Regions from separate parts of the Canis lupus genome. Here all the other regions are linked to region 2. The links are chromatin contacts, called in public Hi-C maps. All regions are on one chromosome and are shown on one strand. The core of a region is the stretch at or near the end of the contact, and the rest is flanking DNA. Distances in the headings are between cores, read along the strand shown.

Region 1 (3,981 bases), core at 545-3,044, 140 kb after region 2:
CTCAAATGCTTGTCTCTGGGCCTGCTTCTAGGGGCGGTCAATTGAACCGGTGACCCATTAGGTAATGGGCTACAGGCAGGATTTGAGAATGGCTACACAATTTTTACTAGGGATGACTGGCTATTTGGAGGTATCGTCAAGTCACAGATATGAAGGAGAAAAATACGTTTTTTTTTTTTTTTAAATAAAATATTGGATAGTTGAAACGGAGGTGCTGGCAGGGTCACCCAGCTGGATGTGCTCAGTAGACAATTAAAAATATGGAATTAGGGCAGCCCGGGTGGCTCAGCTGGTTTAGCACCTGCCTCCGGCTCAGGCTGTGACCCTGGAGTCCCAGGATCGAGTCCCACATCGAGCTCCCTGCATGGAGCCTGCTTCTCCCTCTGCCTGTGTTTCTTATGAATGAAGTTTTAAAAATCTTTTAAAAAATATGGAATTAGGGAATCCCTGGGTGGCTCAGCGGTTTCGCGCCTGCCTTCAGTCCAGGCATGATCCTGGAGTCCCGGGATCGAGTCCCGCATCGGGCTCCCTGCATGGAGCCTGCTTCTGTCTCTGTGTCTATCATGAATAAATAAACAAAATCTTTAAAAAAAAAAAGAAAAAAAATATGGAATTAGGGCAGCCCCTGTGGCTCAGCTGGTTTAGCACCTGCCTTCGGCCCAGGGCCTGATCCTGGGGACCGGGGATGGGGTCCCGCATCGGGCTCCCTGCGTGCAGCGTGCTTCTCCCTCTGCCCTCTCTCTGTGTGTCTCTCATGAATAAATAAATAAATAAAAGTAAAAGAATATATGGTATTAGAGTCGGGGAGAGAAGTACAGACTGGACCTAGGGATCTGGGGGCTACCAGTGTATGAAGGCAGGTACCAAAGCCACGAAAATGGCCAAAACGCTACGTAGAGAAAAAAGGACGACTCTGGGTGACAAGTTGCAGCCTCTTCAACAAACACGAGGCATCATCCGTGTCTTCTCCCCGCAGGCTGAGCGCAGGTGGCTACGGGCTCCCTTCTCACTACGTGTAACCCACAGAGCCCAGCACACTGCCCCGCGGGGAAACCTCAAGAAACGTGGAATGAAGTTTTATCCGCAGTGTCCGGTTCCCGCAAAGCGAGTGCCGTCGGACCTTAGGCCTCGGTGCTCGGTGTCGACGACGAGGACTCTCCCCGGGTCTCTGCGGGGGGCCTTCCACCCCGCCCGTCGCCCCTCGCACCCCACTTCGCTCTAACGGAGGAGACAGCGCGTTTTCCGCGTCTGGCCAGTTCTCTTACTCAGAGGCGGTCGCTGGTGACGCCACGCCTGCGGACCCGTCCCTCACGCAGCATTTGCTTTGGGGGGAAGGTGACCAAGCCGTCGTGCTTCCTCGGCGGAATCCACCTCTCAGGGCCTCCCCCGGGAGCTGGCGCCGCTCGTAACGGCTCACGCGCTTGCGGCGAAGCGGGAGGACGCCCGCGAAGCGCCCGCCGAGCTCACTTTCCGCAGCCGGCACGCCGCGAACGCCCGGCCGCCCCACCCCGCCCTCAAGTACGCCGAGATCACGTTACAAGCCCGCGGCTCCGGTGCCACCGGGAGAACGGCACCGCCAGCCCCCGCCGCCGGAAAGCACCACGCCCCTTACGACAGTGCACGACTCCGCGCCTGCCGGGAACGCCCCCCGTCGCGTGCGCCCCGAGCGCGCGGGCCAATCGCGCTGCTCCCCGGCCCGTGACGTCAGCGGCGCTCGTGCATGCGCAGGGCGGGGAGACCTTGGCGAGACGGCGGAGGCGCTTAGCGGACGGGGAGGCGTCGGCGGAGGGGGAAGCGGGGCGGCGAGATGCAGAGCTGGAGTCGCGTGTACTGCTCCCTGGCCAAGGTGAGGCCCGCCCGGGAGGCGTCGTGCGCAGCCCGGGGGCCCGCTGGCGGCGCCCGGGACGCGGGCCGTCCGGCCGGGACCACCCGCGCGCGGCCCCGCCCCTGCGGGACTCGGGCCCGGGCGGCGGCGGGAGCGGAGGCGCCCCGCGGGCTGGGAGCCGCCGGCGGCCTGCGCGCGGGGGCCTGCGGGTCACGCACCGGCCTCCCGGTTGGCCGAGGAAGTCCAGCCCCGCAGCCGCCCGCTCTGGGTCTTCCCATCCCTCCTCCCGATCCTGGTCCCAAGCCCCAGAGTGGCGGCAGCGGGCAGGTCACCTGGGGGCCGCCCCTGGGAGCACCGGACGCGGTCAGCTCCGACAGGTGGCCCTAGGAACTCCCCAGAGGCCTCTTCATTGTTCGCAGCTGCAAGCCACCGTTGCCGCCGCCGCCTCCTTTTTTTCCGTTGCAACACCTCGTTAGGGCCAGCTTTTGCTTTTCTTTTCTTTTAAAGATTTATTCATGATAGACATAGAGAGGCAGAGACACAGGCAGAGGGAGAAGCAGACTCCATGCAGTGAGCTGGACGTGGGACTCGATCCTGGGTCTCCAGGATCACGCCCTGGGCCGAAGGCAGGCGCTAAACCGCCGAGCCCCCCCCCCCCCCCCCCCCGCCTCCGCCCGCCAGGGATCCCCAAGCTTTCACTTTTCGCCTACGTGCCGAATACAGCCCGGTTGTACGTAGGTGGGATCGTGGCTGGGTCCTCACTCCAGTGATGGAGACCTTAAAGGTGACCGTGAGTGATCAAACTCGTCCTTGACCCTGAGACGGGTAATCCGTGTACCTGAGAGTTAGCGTAACCCCGGGAGGAGGCTTTCTTCTAGGCAGAGGCAGAGCTGGGGGGCTAGAAGGTAGGACTGACGTTGTGTCCGCTCCTCTTTGGCCCGCTGTCCTGATCTCAGGTGCCTCGAGTTGCCTTGGACAAGAGAAGGTTGCTACCTGAGCGTGGGTTTCGTCACTGCCTCCCATATTCCTACCGTGATAAGAGCTGTTTTGCTTTGTTTCTTCCTGCTTTACGGTTCTTAGGAAAGAGTGGACGGTTGATATAAACGGTTGGGATTATGATGCACTTTGTGAAACCATAGTAGCTCTCGAGCGTCAGTAACAGTGCATTTTCCTAAGTTACCTTCTCTGGTTTTCTGTTCCTAATTAAACCGTTCAGGAGCATCTTCAGAGATTTTGTACCTGGTAGTTTGAGGTCGGAAACAAGAATTAGAAGCGGAGGATTGCAATAGTAAAGATTATCGAGGACTTAAGTTGGAACCTAAAGAGCATTCGTTGTGACATTAAAATGATCCCTGGCACCAAAAATTAGCCATGCTTTCTGAAAATGTAAGAAACCGTAACACCACTGAATAACACTTTTTTATTGGCCTTTAGCCCATATTTATATGAGATGGTTCGTTGAATATTCATAACGAACAGCTGTGGTGAGCGGAGGTTGAAAATCTAAATAATTACTCTTACGAAAGAGGAGAAATTGATACATAACCTCTGTGGAGCAATGGGAGATATATAAATAAGTGCTTGACACATTTGCTCCAAGTCATTACGTTTTCATTGGCCTTCAGTAGTCCTGTTTTGAATTCGTATTTTACATGACATTTTCTTTTTTCCAGAGAGGCCATTTCAGTCGAATATCTCATGGCTTACAGGCAGTTTCTGCAGTGCCTCTGAGAACTTACGCAGATCAACCAAGTGAGTACTTACTCAAATAGTTTTTCCTTAGATTAGTTCACAGTTCCTTTGTGTTTACATGTAAAAGCAAGTGATTATTAGAGTAATAATAATTTGTCATAGAATTCATTTGTTCTTATGTCTATTATTCACTTAAGTGTTTATTGAGCACCTAGTGTGTCTAGGTGGTGAACTGGGCAAAGCCCTGCTCTCGGAACTGACAGTCCAGTGGTAAAAACAACAACCTCAAAAAAACAAACAAAAAAAACCAAACAATCCTCAAGTAACAGGTAAGTATTTTGTGTAGTGATTGAAAATTAAAAAGCAGGTAATTGGGAGGAAAAAAGTATTGTAGGTAGGGTATCAGGGCTTTTCTAAGGAGGTGATGTCTTGGTGAAGAGAGGAATTGAGATTATTTCAGGCAG
Region 2 (3,957 bases), core at 1,005-3,504:
AAGAGTTGCACACTCCACCAACTGAGCCCGTCAGGCACCCCAGTCAACTGTTCTTCTCTTATAGGTAATACTATTGGTTCACTTTTCCCCATCCAAATTGAAGTTCTGTTCATTTAAAAAAATTTATATCTTGCTGAACTATGTTGTTTATATGAATAACTTATCATGCTAAGTTTTATGTACTTTTTTTGTAATCAAACAACAATTTTAAAGTAAGTTCCATGCCACATGTGGGACTTGAACTTAGGACCCTGAGATCAAGAGTCACATGCTCCACCAATGGACCCAGCCAGGCACCCCTATGGGCTCGTTCTTTACTGTTACTCTAGAATTTTACTCTTCAACGTTCTGTACAATCATACCTTATGTTTCAGCACTCCCAAACATAGACCAACAAAACAAGTCAAACAAGCTCTCTGATACCCACCCTTTTTTTCTCTTAGTGTAAACAGTGCTATATAAATGGAAGGTTATTAAAGCATCTTCAAGAACATTAGCTTAGGGATGCCCAGGTGGCTCAGCGGCTGAGTGTCTGCCTTCGGCCCAAGGCGTGATCCGTGATCGTGGAGTCCTGGGATTGAGTCCTGCATTGGGCTCCCTGCATGGAGCCTGCTTCTCCCTCTGCCTGTGTCTCTGCCTCTTTCTCTGTGTCTCTCATGAATAAATAAAATCTTTAAAAAAAAAAAAAAAAGAACATTAGCTTATAAATTCATGGGTCAGCAGATGGTCTGCCAGTAAGATGGAAATATGCACCTCAGTGCTTCAGATTGCCCATTACTACAATATTTTGTTCTTATAAATCCTAGGACAGCACCAAGCTATAAAATAAATATATCAAGTTTCTATTGTTGTTTTAAATCGTGCTAATTTTACTTTATTCCATTTCATAAAACTTGCTTAAATATACTATCAATCAATAATTAAGATTATTAAAATAGAAAGCATGTAGAGCAGACTAAGAATGTCGACTTTTAATAAAGAAATTGTGACTGATTACAGCAAAGAGGTCACCAACAAGGGATACCAGAGGGCAGCAATAAAATAAAAGTCTTATGTACAGTCTCACTTATCAGTTTAGGGATTAACTTGTCACACTGCTATCGCCCTGATAAAGTGAGGCAACTACAGCTAAGGAGGGAAATGAATATAGAGCACAGATGCTACAAGCAGCGCACGAAAAAAGCAACAGATGTCAAACGAATAATTCAACAAATGTTTGTCTAACATTTTATCAACAGGAAATCTAAAATAAGTGAGTGTTCCCTCCCTAAAATTTCGTAACTTGATGCATCATAAAATGCTGACACAGCTTCTAATTTACAGACTAAATTATGTATAGTATAGTTTGAAGTCTCTTTATTTCTTTACATATGAGCATCAGCAGACACTGATAATACCATTATGAACCTGTATTTGCATTAATCTGAAGTACAGCCGACAGGCTAAATGTGAGGAGGGAAAAAAGGGCAGCCCGGCGCGGGGTGTGGGGTGTGGGGTGTGGGGGGGTGTGCGGTTCAGCGCCGCCTTCCGCCCAGGGCCTGACCCTGGAGACCCGGGATCCAGTCCCACATCGGGCTCCCTGCATGGAGCCTGCTTCTCTCTCTGTCTCTCTCATGATGAAATCTTAAAAAAAAAAAAAAAAAAAGAAAGAAAGAAAGAAAGAAAGAAAGAAAGAAAGAAAGAAAGAAAGAAAGAAAAAAAATACAAAGAGGACTTCCTAGCTGAAAACTACCTTCTTCTGTACCTCAAATGGGTGAAAAATGCACGACCATATCTAGCACCATATTTAGAGAAAGGGCAAAGGTACGGTTAAGCCTCCTCCAACCTCCCAAACAAAAAAACAAGCTCAGCAATTGAAAGCGTCTTGGAAACCACTTAGTGATACAGAAATTTACCTTTCAACAAAAGCAAGGGTTAAGTCTGATTCACAATTCCCCTTGGCTGTAACTGTACCGAAAAACTTGTTTAGGAAGCTTCAGATGCCGCGGGGAAGTGTATTTCAAGACCCCAGGAAGGGGCACCTGGCTGGTTCGGGTGGTTGAGCATCTGCCTTTGCTTTGGCTCAGGTCGTGATCTTAGGGTGTGTGGGGGGGTCCCCTGCAGGGAGCCTGCTTCTCCCTCTGCCTAGGTCTCTCTCTCTGTGTCTCATGAACAAGTACAATCTTTAAAGGCCCCAGGAGAACCTCCATCCACCGGCGAGCGCGGAGCACTCAAGGTTCCGCTCCCGAGGACTCCACGCCGATGTCGCTGCAGCACTACCGGCCCAGCGCACCGCCGCACGCGCTCCCTCCAGGATTCGGGGCCGGAGAACGCTCCTGGGAGGAGGGCAGGAGAATCATCATCATCATCTTCTTCTATCGATCCAGGAACTCTGGCACGGAAAGCGTGAACCACCCAAGGTAACGATGTCGTCACCAAGGGACGACAGGAATAGAACCCAAATCCCTGGGCTCCCAGGCTCGTGTTTTCTCCTTAATCGTGCGCTCCTTCCCACTCCTCCGAGAGCACCAGGTGCGAAGGGTCGGAGAAGGGAGCGCACACCCGGAGCCCGGTCGGCGAGGCCGCCGCCGCCTCGCTCAGGGGCCCCCGGACCCACTCCGCGGCGCTGGCCGGGGACGATGAAGGCAGCCGCGGCCGCGACCCCCGGCGACCAGGAGCTGGAGCTAGGTACCGCCCCGCTGCCCCTCCCCCCGGGCCCCGCGCTCCCCGCGCTCCCCCGCTCCCCCGCCGGGCGGCCCCGCCCCGCCCCCACCCCCACCCCGCGGAGGGGCGCGCGGGGCGCCTTGCTGCGTCTCCGCCGCTACCACACCTCCTCGGTGGGAGCACGGGCCGGTACCACGTGCGCTCCGCGGGGCCCGCCAGGACGGGGCGGGATGGAGACCGCACGCCGAGAGCCCTCCCCGCTCCCACGGCGCGGCCGTCCCCCGGGCAACCTCCCGCCGAGGACGCCTTCCGGAGCGCGCGCGGCTACGCACCCCCCCCGCTCCCCGCACGCCCCCCCCCCCCGCCCCGCGCGGAGGACGCCGGCGCGCGCGCACTGCGGGCCATTCCAAACCGTTACTCCGCCCGCCGGGGTGGGGCCAAGCCCAACGGCCGAGTCTGCGCAGTTGCGCCCGGCCGGCTCCGAGGCCGCCGCGCACTACAAGTCCCAGAAGGCAACGCTCCGCGGGGGCGAGCAGCCGCCTTACCTGCCGCGAGTTCGTTCCACCGGCTGCTGGTGCTCTCCCCGTTCCCCCGTGCCCTCGGGTCTCATTTCTGTAGTCAAGGCTTAGCACCTTCGACCTGGAAGCTCTTGGCGTACCCCCCTTTGTCTCCCTCGAACTATGCCAGACGCCCTCACCGGAGTTGGGTAGTGCACCCACCCGACAGAGGGGAACCTGAGGAGGCCCAAGCCGAGGCAGCTCGGTCGCACTTCCGCCTCGCGGGCTCCGGAAGGGAGCGCGCACGCGCGCCCTGCGACTCCGGCGCGGTTGACTTCCGCTCCCACTGTGCCCCGCGAGCCGAATCATGGATCACACTGGTAAGGAGGCGGAGGCAGCGGGGGTCCCGGGTCCATGCCCCCTCGGCCGGCCTGGGACTGGCTGCCCGGCGGGCGGAGCGGGGATGCGCTCGCCCTGCAGCGCTGGGGGGTGGCGGTGAGAGAGAAATCCCACAGACCCCTCCCGGTGCCCGGCAAGGGCCTGCCGTTTCCCGGCCTACCCTCCGGTGTGGTACCTACAGCCTCGGTGCCGGCAGCAGCCGCCGCTCTGGTGCTGCGGAGCTCCCCGCCCGCACGGTGGGCGGCGCGGCCTCGTGGGGACCGGGGCGCGCTGCCTCCTTTTTTTTTTTTTTTTTTCTTTTTAAACCGTGGTGCCCCGCTCTGCGTTTCGGGTGCCGGCGGGCAGACTCCAGGCTCAGGGTCGGGGCGCGGGAGGGGGCTGCGGGCGGGCGCTGCGGGGGGCGCTGCCGGTCCTTCGT
Region 3 (3,806 bases), core at 1,200-3,699, 200 kb before region 2:
AATGTGATATGCTTTATTTTATAGGTGTGATGGTTGCAAGAGGACTCTTAGCAAACCCTGCCATGTTTGCTGGCTATAACGAAACCCCGCTGCAGTGCATCTGGGACTGGATTGACATTGCTCTTGAACTTGGAACTCCTTATATGTGTTTCCATCAACATTTAATGTACATGATGGAAAAAATAACTTCAAGGCAGGAAAAAAGAGTGTTTAATGCTTTGTCAAGCACATCAGCAGTTTTAGATTACCTTACAGACCATTATGGGATTTGACTGGACTTCCTAAAGTATTTTAATATTTACTTCACTTTATATCTACAGTGAAACCACCCAAGGTCACATTTTGGTTTTTACTTTAAGTCAGTGTCTCTCCCCCATAAGCATAAAAACAGTGCCCTGAGAACATTTTAAAAAGTTAGTCCTAGACCCCATCCTCAGAGATTCTGATTCAGTACATCTGTAGGATGGAAACAAAATTTAGTTGTAAAGAAGACCCCAGGTAGAGCAAACATCCTGGTCACTCTACCAAACATTGACAAAATATTGTTCTGAATCCTATTATGGATTTAAAAAAAAAAAAAATTTCCTAAAGGAATTGTGTTTTTAACATTTTTAAATAAATTTTTTATTTTAATACTAAAAGTATGAGTCTAATAGTATTTATAAGTCAACATGAAGCATGTTTGAAAATAAGTGCAAAGTGACAGAACAAATGCCAACTTCTACATAAAATGAAAAGGAACAAGAATTCTGTATAAAGTTACTTTCAGGACTTAGATTAAAAATTCAAATTGGAAAATCAAACTGGTACTTCCTAATTCATGAATGACACTTCCAGGTATGTGTTTTAAATTCTATGTAACTTATTTAAATTGTTTTAAATTGTATGAGTTTAAATATCTGTGATATTTTCTATGATTTAAAATTAATAAGATCCATGAAACTCTAAATGATGTTAACTTTGTTACATTTCAAGTCTTCTAGATCCTTAGAAGATTGAGATCTTGCTTGGTAAATACACTTGTACCTAAAATGACAAAAATTAATTTTAGTCTCCCACATTTTATATATAAAAAATTTGGTAGCCAATCTGGAGCTGATTATATATTTGAAATATTTCTTAGAGAATTTTAATTTAAAAACCTAATTTTCATATGCTGTTTTTAGTGATTTATTTATTTTTTGAAGATTTTATTTATTTATTCATGAGAGACGGAGAGAGAGAGAGAGGCAGAGACACAGGCAGAGGGAGAAGCAGGCTCCATGCAAGGAGCTGGGCATGGGACTTGATCCCAGGACCCCAGGATCACGCCCTGAACCAAAGGCAAGTGCTAAACTGCTGAGCCACCCAGGGATCCCCGTGATTTATTTATTTATGATGTTATTTTTACACTTCCCAGCAGTTGATAATAATTTTTTTGATAATTTTAATTTTATAGTTCCATGGTCTGGGAGTGTTACTAAGAGAATTTTGTTGTTGGTGAATGTGCCACTGCAGGAATTCAGTATCTCAGTTATTAAAACCGTTTCATAATTAAGATACTGGCCTATATTACCAACATGAAAACTTTATAAGGAAACGGTTATCTAAAACTGCTTAATTCAAGCCTGGGTAGCTCAGTGGGTTAAATATCTGCCTTCCGCTCAGGTCCTGATCCCAGAGTCCTAGGATGGAGCCCCATATCCAGCTCCATGCTCAGTGGAGAGCCTGCTTCTTCCTCTCCCCTGCCCCCACTCATGCCCTCTCTGGGGCTTGCTCTTTCTCTCAAATAAATAAAATCTTTAAAAAAAAAAAAAAACCTTCATAGTTAATTCATAGTCTTTTTCCTCTCTTTTCTGTGTGATCAAGTATATCTGTGATGATAAGAAAAAGCACCCACTTAAATGTATTTTTATTACTCTATAATCATCTTTTTTTTAATTTTTTTTTTTTTAATTTATTTATGATAGGCACACAGTGAGAGAGAGAGAGAGAGGCAGAGACACAGGCAGAGGGAGAAGCAGGCTCCATGCACCGGAAGCCCGACGTGGGATTCGATCCCGGGTCTCCAGGATCGCGCCCTGGGCCAAAGGCAGGCGCCAAACCGCTGCGCCACCCAGGGATCCCTCTATAATCATATCTTTACTTACATCATTTAATATTCCCAAAATAATTCTGCCCAGGAGGATAATACCGTCATTTGTATTTCTGAGACCTTGTCAATAATGAAACAATAATTAAGTATATTCACGCAATTCGACAACCTGGACAATAGTAACTGAAGGAATGCGCCCACCCACGGTTTGCTCCCTCTCCGTCCCTAAACGTCTCCCTGGGGAGAACTCTCTTCCCAGCCTGCGGACAAGAGCAGGAAAATAGGTTTTGAAGCTGCGTAAGCTTCCGCGTCCTCAGGACAGAACGCTGCGCCCCTGCCTCGTGGCCCTGCCGTTGAAGTCAGCGCGGCTCGGAGCGGGAGCCGCTTCCACCCCAGAAGGCCGGGCAGGGACGGCCGGGACCCGCGCCCCTCCCACCCGCACCACACGCGATCAGAGCTTAAGGTCGGCTCCCGGGAGCAGTCGGCCGCGGAGCCCCAGCACCCGGGAAGTCCGAGCCGCCCTCCAGGTCCACAGCTAGGAAATCACTACGGCCAGTCCCCGCGCCGCCGGCCACGTCGGCGGGCGCGGGCCCCGCGGTTCCGGGCAGGGGGCTGGGGGCTGGGGGCTGGGGGCTGGGAGCGGGGCCGGCGGGGCCGGCGGGGGCGGGGCCGGCGGGGCCGGGGGCGGGGCGCACCCTGGCCCGCCCCCCTGCGCCCTTGCCGCACCTGCCCGCCTCCCCCCGCCCCCCTCCCCGCTGCATCCTTGCCCCCCCGCCGCGGCGTCTGACGTCCCGCGCGTCGGCCGCGCGGAGCTGCGCCTGGAGCCAGGCGGGCGGCAGGCGGGGTAAGGCCGGCGGGGCGCCGGGAGCCACGGCCTCGCGGCGGGGAGGGCTCCGGGCCGCGCGGGGTCGCGGGGTCGCGCCGCTCCCTGCGCGGTTGGGCCTCGGGCGCCGGCCGGAGCCGCGGCGCGTTCGCGGAGCGGGGGCCCCTGGGCGCGGGCGGCCGCGGGGGGGCGTTAGGGGCCGGCGGCGCCAGGGCGGCGGGAGCTCGCGGGCCGCGACGCGCAGGCCGCCGGGTCGGCTCGGCCGGGTCCCCGCGGAGGGGAGAGGAGGGGAGGGGAGGGGCCGGCGGCCGCGGGCGGGCTCGTCCCCCGGGCCCCCGCCCAGCCCCGGTTCTCGCGCGGCGGCAAAGTAAACTAAGTGTTTCTTTATTTAGGTGTGAGGAGAAAGAAATGACGCTGCAGTGGGTGGCAGTCGCAACCTTTCTTTATGCTGAAATAGGACTTATTTTAATCTTCTGTCTGCCTTTTATTCCTCCTCAGAGGTAGGCAACCCCCACGTGGCTCGGGGAGGTGTGCGTGCCCGCGAGCGCTGCCCCCTAGCGCCGCCCCCTAGCGCTGCCCCCTAGCGCCGCCCCCTAGCGCTGCCCCCTGGCCGGCTGCCCCGCGGCGCCCGCGGCGTGGGGACGGGCCCGACGCCTCGGAGTTCCGGACGCTGCGTGTTTGAAGGTGCTCTGGAAACTCACAATTTCAGGGACTGTCGACTACTACTAAAGGATCACTGGATATAAAACTTACTATTATACGTACAAACGCATTAACGTGGTTTCCCCTCCCTCCTGGAAGGAGGCCCCAGGTCTTCTGGGTTCTGTTGATTACAGAGACGGTAAAGCAGTGCTTCTCCTTTTTTTTTTTTTTTTCTTTCTTTTTGGTTCTGCTTTTACTATCTGTTGT

The links. A called contact is a pair of places that touch in the nucleus more often than the background predicts.
Region 1: a contact with region 2 is called in a Hi-C map of blood, with 2.8 times the contacts expected there. The contact joins the promoter of DLD here to the promoter of CBLL1 in region 2. A contact is called at or near these places in 3 of 9 Hi-C or Micro-C datasets (amygdala and blood).
Region 3: a Hi-C map of blood shows a contact between it and region 2, with 2.2 times the contacts expected there. The contact joins the promoter of BCAP29 here to the promoter of CBLL1 in region 2. A contact is called at or near these places in 2 of 9 Hi-C or Micro-C datasets (amygdala and blood).

Annotation. Positions count from the first base shown.
Region 1 is chr18:12,968,964-12,972,944 of UU_Cfam_GSD_1.0, reverse strand. It overlaps DLD (dihydrolipoamide dehydrogenase), which reads left to right and starts at 1,794. Exons shown (of 14, transcript NM_001003294.1): 1 at 1,794-1,846; 2 at 3,499-3,577. The coding sequence starts at 1,808.
Region 2 is chr18:13,105,191-13,109,147 of UU_Cfam_GSD_1.0, reverse strand. CBLL1 (E3 ubiquitin-protein ligase Hakai) reads left to right here and starts at 2,254. Exons shown (of 6, transcript XM_038562698.1): 1 at 2,254-2,399. It overlaps LOC119864174 (a long non-coding RNA gene), which reads right to left and starts at 3,453. Exons shown (of 4, transcript XR_005373159.1): 1 at 3,189-3,453.
Region 3 is chr18:13,305,834-13,309,639 of UU_Cfam_GSD_1.0, reverse strand. It overlaps BCAP29 (B-cell receptor-associated protein 29), which reads left to right and starts at 2,449. Exons shown (of 8, transcript XM_038562704.1): 1 at 2,449-2,601; 2 at 3,290-3,397. The coding sequence starts at 3,306. DUS4L (tRNA-dihydrouridine(20a/20b) synthase [NAD(P)+]-like) reads left to right here. Exons shown (of 8, transcript XM_038562702.1): 8 at 25-641. The coding sequence ends at 272.